Regions from separate parts of the Mus musculus genome. Here region 2 is linked to region 1. Evidence: chromatin contacts called from public HiChIP or PLAC-seq data. All regions are on one chromosome and are shown on one strand. The core of a region is the stretch at or near the end of the contact, and the rest is flanking DNA. Distances in the headings are between cores, read along the strand shown.

Region 1 (3,240 bases), core at 583-3,082:
CATGGCACTCAAAGGCTTCACTCAAAGTATAAATTGGTACAGAATCTGGAAAAAAATAGTCAACATTGGCTGACGTTGAAGCGTGTGCATCTTACGACCTTGCAATTCGATTCTTTGGAACATCCACAGCTGCTGGGTTGTGTAATGTGGTAGCTGCGGGCCACATGTGGTGCTTGAGTCTGTGAAGTGCATCTATCCAGCACTGAGACACTGTAACATAAAGCACCCGGCAGGCTTTGAAGATTTAATAGAAAATAATTAAACGACCACTTTTAAATTTATTTCAAAAATATTGATTATGTACTGACTCAAGTAAACCAATTTTACTATGGTTTTAGTTTTTCGAACGTTGGTTTGTAATTCAAGTTAGGTTGTTCGTAATGAACAACAAAGGGAAAGAGATGGGCAGCACACGCACAGGGGACCTCGCTGATGCAGGGGAGTTCCAGAGCTAGGAGTCTTTCGGAACATTCCGAAATTGAGGCAAGGGGGAGGTCTTTGCGCCACTCTACCCGGCTAGGCTGTGGTTTTGTCCGACTTACTGGAAGGGAGTGTAACTAAGGAGCTCTCTGTGGCAGGAACTCAGCCAGGAGCCATTCATTAGTGGTGATAGTCCCAGCAGCTTGGGCACAAGGTTCTAGCCTTGTAGAGGGGTTCGGAGCAGAGAGCAGCCTTTGGTGTCATGCTGTCAGAGCGGAGTATTCTATCCTGCTGGTTCTAATTTGTCTCATTTCCTGGGAACTTACATGAGCTGTAACTAACTGGTGAACTGCATTAAGCTGTTGTTACTGTAGCTGATACTGAGGCTTGAGGTGGATCCTGGTCACCTCCATCTTCTGCTAGCTTCTCACTTTCAGCCAGCATCCCTGACTTGTCTGGATAGCAGTCAGATGGACCAATCAGATCCTTATCCCTGTAGGGTCTGAGGTTGGGTGGCCTTTCTTGTCCATTTGTTATAAACCTGGAGCTCCGAGGAACTGGGATGGGTCCCATGAGGCCCCCGTGTTGAACCTGCTCCACTGTTTCCTGGTACTTGGTAGCAGTACCCCACAGGCGCTCCAGTGTTTGGACTTAGGATTTACCACAGCCTTTTCAGCGTCTCAGGCTTTTCTCCCTGACCCCAGAGCTCTACTTTTGGGTTCCCTGCCTCTGAAACTCCACTGTGTCTGTCATACTATGATGTCTTCAGACTGATGGATTTTTTTGGTCACCATAGATAGTCATGTAAGCAGAGACCTTAAGCCCCTGACCTATCTGCATCTATAGAGATATCTCTATAGATGCAGATATGCATGCACGTGGACTCTGTCCTTCTGGAGAATTCTAGGATGCAGGGCTGAGGGTTGGGGGAGGGGAAGAGGGTTTAATAGGTGAATCATTTAGGTGCTTAGGACAATGCCTCGATTCCATCTGCCACTATGTGGCTCCTGGCGGATGCATATACACAACAGAGCATTGGTGTTCCACAGAACTGTAGAAAGCGGGGCAGACTCTGTGGACATTAGTATCTGGTAAGGCATCAAAAGCAAGTTCAGGATAATAGACACACCAGGCTCATGGGGCTGTTAACAGCAGGGCCAGTTGAGGCGAGGTCAGGCGCCGCTCTCTCTGTTTTCTTAATCTTCTGTATATCAGCAAATGTTCAGAATTAAGTTTAGTTAATTAAAAGAGAAACAGAGAGCAAGTGAGCATTAATGTCCACAAGCAGTCACATGACTGAACTTAACAGCAGCCGAAGAGAGGGTCCTTTCTGGCAGGTGTGCACATGTACATGCTCGTACAGCAGCTGGACTCCTGACTGAGGCAGACATGCTGCGTGCTCCACCCGTTATGGGATAGCAGAGATCCGGTCCCGTGACAGGATGCTAAGTAAACAAATGAGGTAAAAATAGAGCTGGCTCTTCTAATGAAGGCCAGGGCTGGCATTCCCTGCTGCTGTCCTACTCTGCATTCCTTGCATTTGTTTTTATTTTTCTTTCCAAGTGAAAAGCAGAAAGGGACTTTGACCCAGTTGACATGGAGTGTATGTATGTACACATTGAGAAGTGACCCAGAGAGGACAGAGTGAATGAGCTGTCAGAAGGAGCCATCCAATACCACCTAGGGAGAGCCCACACTGGGGAATACTTGAATATTTGCTTGAAGGGCATGGGGAAGTGGAACTGAGATCTTAATTACTGGTGTGTGCTCTCCCCCTCTCCTCTCCCCACACCGCTCTCCCCTCCCCCTTGCTTCCCCACTCTCTGTGCATCCACAGTTGTGTATCTGTGTGTAGAGAGCGCAGGTTATAGGTGTCTTCCCTGGTCACTCTCCACCTTATTTTAAAAATTACACTATTACTTACAGGTGTGTGGGTGTGCACAGCACAGCCTCTGCGCAAAAGCTGGAGGACAACCGCTTTCTTTCAGGAGTCATTTTGTTTCCTCCACTCTGTGAGTCCCAGGGATCGAACTCAGACTGTCTGGGTTGGTGGCAAGTGCCTTCACACTGAGCAACATCACTGGCTCACCCATGTTATCTTTGAGACAACGTCTCTTATTGATCCCACATTCATCAGTTCAGCTAACCAGGCTGGCTGTGACCTTTGACCTCCACTTCTCCAGATCCTGGATTAAATCCTGGGTCCAGATTTTATGTGGGGGCTGGGAATTCTAACTCAAGGCTCCATGCTTACATGAGAAGTACTTTCTGGCTGCTTGTTTGCTTTTATGTTTGTTTTTTCTTGAGACAGAGTCTCACTATGTTGCCCTGGCTAGCCAGAACCAGGAACTTGCAGAGATTCCCCTGCCTCTGCTGAGACCAAAAGCAAATGCCACCATACCTGGTGACCTAAGTTCCTCAAAGGAAATCCTATCCAAGACGTAGTTTTCATATCTATTGCTAGTTTTCTTGAATGCTTGGGAATGAGATTCCTTGGAAACGAGGTTCCTTGTTTACATTTATCTGCACAACCGACATTGGTTGGCTGGTAACTCTGTGACCCGCAGTGCGTGTATGGATTATTGGTGACTGGGATGCACTGATGGTCTACAACTGAGGGACACAGAGCAGCAGCAGGACCCTGCCTCCTCTGAAATCCCATTTTCAGCCACAAACAGGGCAATTCTTCTTTCCCCTTTCTTGCTCAGCCTGCCTGTTTGGCAAGATGGTGAGACCCTGCATCAACAGGCTGGTTGGCCAATGGACACAGTTATTGTTAATGAGAAGAAAACTTCTTTTGCAGTAGAGTGAAAACATCTG
Region 2 (2,977 bases), core at 223-2,722, 93 kb after region 1:
GACTCTATGTCCCAGTGTAGGGGAATGCCAGAGCCAGGAAGCAGGAGTGGGTGGGTTGGTGAGTAGGGGGAGGGGGGAGGGGATAGGGGGCTTTCAGAGGGGAAACTAGGAAAGGGGATAACATTTGAAATGTAAATAAAGAAAATATCTAATAAAAAATGTAAAAAAAACTTAAGATACTACAAAAAGAGAGGTAATATAGTTTTTACAGGAAATGAAGGTTTTCTAATCATTCCTAAAAACAAAACAAAACAAAACAAGAGTAAGGGGCAGAAAGAGTGTCTTTGATGCTTACTAACAATCTCACCAATAGCTTTTGATTGTTTTGAGATAGGATTTCATGTATCTCAGGCTGGCTTTGAACTCACTATTGGACTGAGGCTGGTCTTGAAATCCCAATCCTTTTATCCTCTCTCCCTCACCCCCCTGCTCCCAAGTGCTAGAGTGGCAGGATTACAGGTGTCTGCCCACACTGGCATTTTCACTGACAGTTCATTTATAGGTACTGAGATGTTAAAGAACCGTCACTGGCAGGCCAGTTTACTTCTTTTAAAAAAATCCGTATCTCTTTCCTTTAAAAAGTTTTCATAATGAGAAATATCCCAAGTGGCTTCTTTAGAATATTCATGGGGGTCTCCTCTCAGACGTCCGAGTGTGAGCATAGGGAAGCTTGTGCAGTGAGTGATCTGTGGGATCCACAAGTGGGCTCAGGAGGAGGGAGGCTTGCAACCCAGCGGTATGCCACCGTGCTCCTTAGGGAAGAGCATGCACAGGTCTCTATCAGGCTCTCAGCGCTGTCCTTCTCCCACATCTACACAAGAGGGAGGCTGGGTGACCTGTCCAGGGCGACCCCACAAGTTAGTGGCAGAGCCAGGATATGAGTCACTCCTACTTTGAGAGCTCAATAAGGCTCTGGACGAGGTTTAAAGGCGACTCTCATTCCCTGGAACTCTCTGGAATGTCTTTGACCAAAAAGCCAGGGAACTAAACACCCTTGACTCCAGCCAAAAAGCCAAGGTTTGGGAATGTGGGATTGCCCCTCAAGGGAGCCAGGCCTCAGGCTCAGGTGCAGGGCTGGGCAGTCAGAGTGTGGGGTAGGGGAAAGTGAGGGTCCTCCATAGACAAGGCCATGGTAGGAGGGACCGTTGGGCTAAGGCATGCATACAGAAGTCTGGAACAGAGCATGCAGTTAGTGGTGTCGGCAAGAAATCACATGCTAGTTAGGGGCCAGTCTTGTGTCCTGTCTGTCTCTGTATTCTAGGCAACTGAGAGAGGGAAGAAAGCTGCTGCCTCCGTATCAACCAATGAGAGAAGGAGCACTGGACGGGAGTGAGAGGAGAGGACCAAGCCATCCCATACAAGTGATCACTTCAGACTGAGCTGGAATTTTCCTCTGTTTCCCCATAGCAACCAGCACGGTGAACATTTCAGGTCGTAAACCTGTCTGCACTTGGAGTAATAAGTGGTTTGGTCACCAAGAGGCTTATAAAACTGCAGCCTTCCATAAAGGCTGAGACACTATGCAGCACAGCTCTACATTCCTGTGGGAGATGGGGCAGTTTCTGTGGGCAGCAAGGGTGAAGGACTGGCTCATGGTGGCAGGGGGGTAGGGGTGGGGAGGGCGGACAACTCCTAAGGAAGACACCAGGGATGGAGAGTGATGGCCGGCTCTGCGGCAGCCCCTTAGGAGTCAAAAGTCCCCGTCGATGTAGTGAGGGGGATAAGCAAGGAGCCCTCCCCAAGGGCTGCTTAAAAATGGTCTCGTCCCTTAGAGAAAGCTGCTACCTAGGGCCCATGTGCTTCCTGAAGTTATCAATGTCACATCTGTAAATGTCGCTGTCAAATATAGAAGTCTGAACTCTGTTTTCTAGAAACTTAGAGCAAGAACTGTCACGCCCTGCAAGTGTCTATTGTGTCTGTACTCTGTGTTTAGTGGGCAGCTCAGGGACACAGGACCAACTAGACCGGCTCAAAGTGTTCAGTCTGTGGTGGGGAATCTAAACAGAGCAGGAGGCATGGGTTACTCCATGGCTGCATACCCAGCAAGGAACAAAACACATTTCTCCTAAAGATCTTACTTATATGCTGATGGAAAGAAGATGATAACAATGATAAGAACATTAACTACTAATATAGCTAATGTTTACTGGACACTTATGTACAGGGATTATCTTTATTCTTTCTGTGTTCTAGGCTAGCACATTTCATTCCTATTGATAATTTAATGAACTCTAAACCCTATTTTCTTATTTCTCCCACCTTATAGCTAAATATGATCTAAGAAGATCCAGAGAAACTGGGAAGTCTTACAGAGAAGGCTACGGTTCTTGTTTGCTTTTGTTGTTGTTGTTGTTTTGTTTTGTTTTTACACACAGTCTCAGAGTTTCTCTGTAGCTCAGGCTGGCCTAGGCTTCTGATCTCTGCACCTCAGCCTCATGAGTGCTAGAGAAGCCAGAGTTCAGATGAGGGCAACCTGGCCCCCACGTAAAAGCAGCAGGCTCTAGCACTTAGCAAGCTAACCTGGGCTGGAGAACAGGGCCACGGAACCAGCACTTCACACTAGAGGTGACTCTTGGGTAGGCAGTGTCCTGACTGGTTTTGTGTGTCAACTTGACACAAGCTAGAGTCAACTGAGAGAAAGGAGCCTCAGTTGAGGAAATGCCTTCATGAGATCTGGCTGTAGGCATTTTTTCAATTAGTGATCAACAGGGGAGGGCCCAACCCATGGTGGGTGGTGCCATCCCTGGGCTGGTGGTCTTGGGTTCTATAAGAAAGCAGACTAAGTAAGCCATAGGGAACAAGCCAGTAAGCAGCACTCCTCCATGGCTCCTGCCTCCAGGTTCCTGCCCTGTTTGAGTTCCTGTCCTGGCTTCCTTTAATGATGAACAATGCTGTGGACATCTAAGCTGAATAAACCCTTTCCTCCCCAACTTGCCTGTTTCATCGCAGCAGTAGAAACCCTAACCTGCAGGGGCAA

The links. HiChIP or PLAC-seq counts read pairs in DNA pulled down with a chosen protein or histone mark.
Region 2: a contact with region 1 is called in an HNF4G HiChIP or PLAC-seq map of pancreatic cancer cells. The contact joins two enhancer-like sites. A contact is called at or near these places in 9 of 484 Hi-C or Micro-C datasets (the C10 cell line, the C2C12 cell line, bone marrow-derived macrophages and 6 more), 6 of 115 datasets of contacts at active chromatin or transcription factors (double positive thymocytes, embryonic stem cells, large pre-B cells and 2 more) and 1 of 9 other capture datasets (embryonic stem cells).

The regions. Positions count from the first base shown.
Region 1 is chr6:87,125,404-87,128,643 of GRCm38.p6, forward strand. No RefSeq gene overlaps it. Among named protein-coding and RNA genes, the nearest start is that of D6Ertd527e, 22 kb to the left of the region's middle. Within about 2 kb of position 1,833, at least 35 of the 459 cell types and tissues checked have an H3K27ac peak or open chromatin away from gene starts, as enhancers often do. A contact at or near this core is called in pancreatic cancer cells, where this site is marked.
Region 2 is chr6:87,218,354-87,221,330 of GRCm38.p6, forward strand. The region is part of intron 12 of Antxr1 (anthrax toxin receptor 1); the gene reads right to left. Among named protein-coding and RNA genes, the nearest start is that of Gm38851, 3.3 kb to the right of the region's middle. Within about 2 kb of position 1,473, at least 57 of the 459 cell types and tissues checked have an H3K27ac peak or open chromatin away from gene starts, as enhancers often do. A contact at or near this core is called in pancreatic cancer cells, where this site is marked.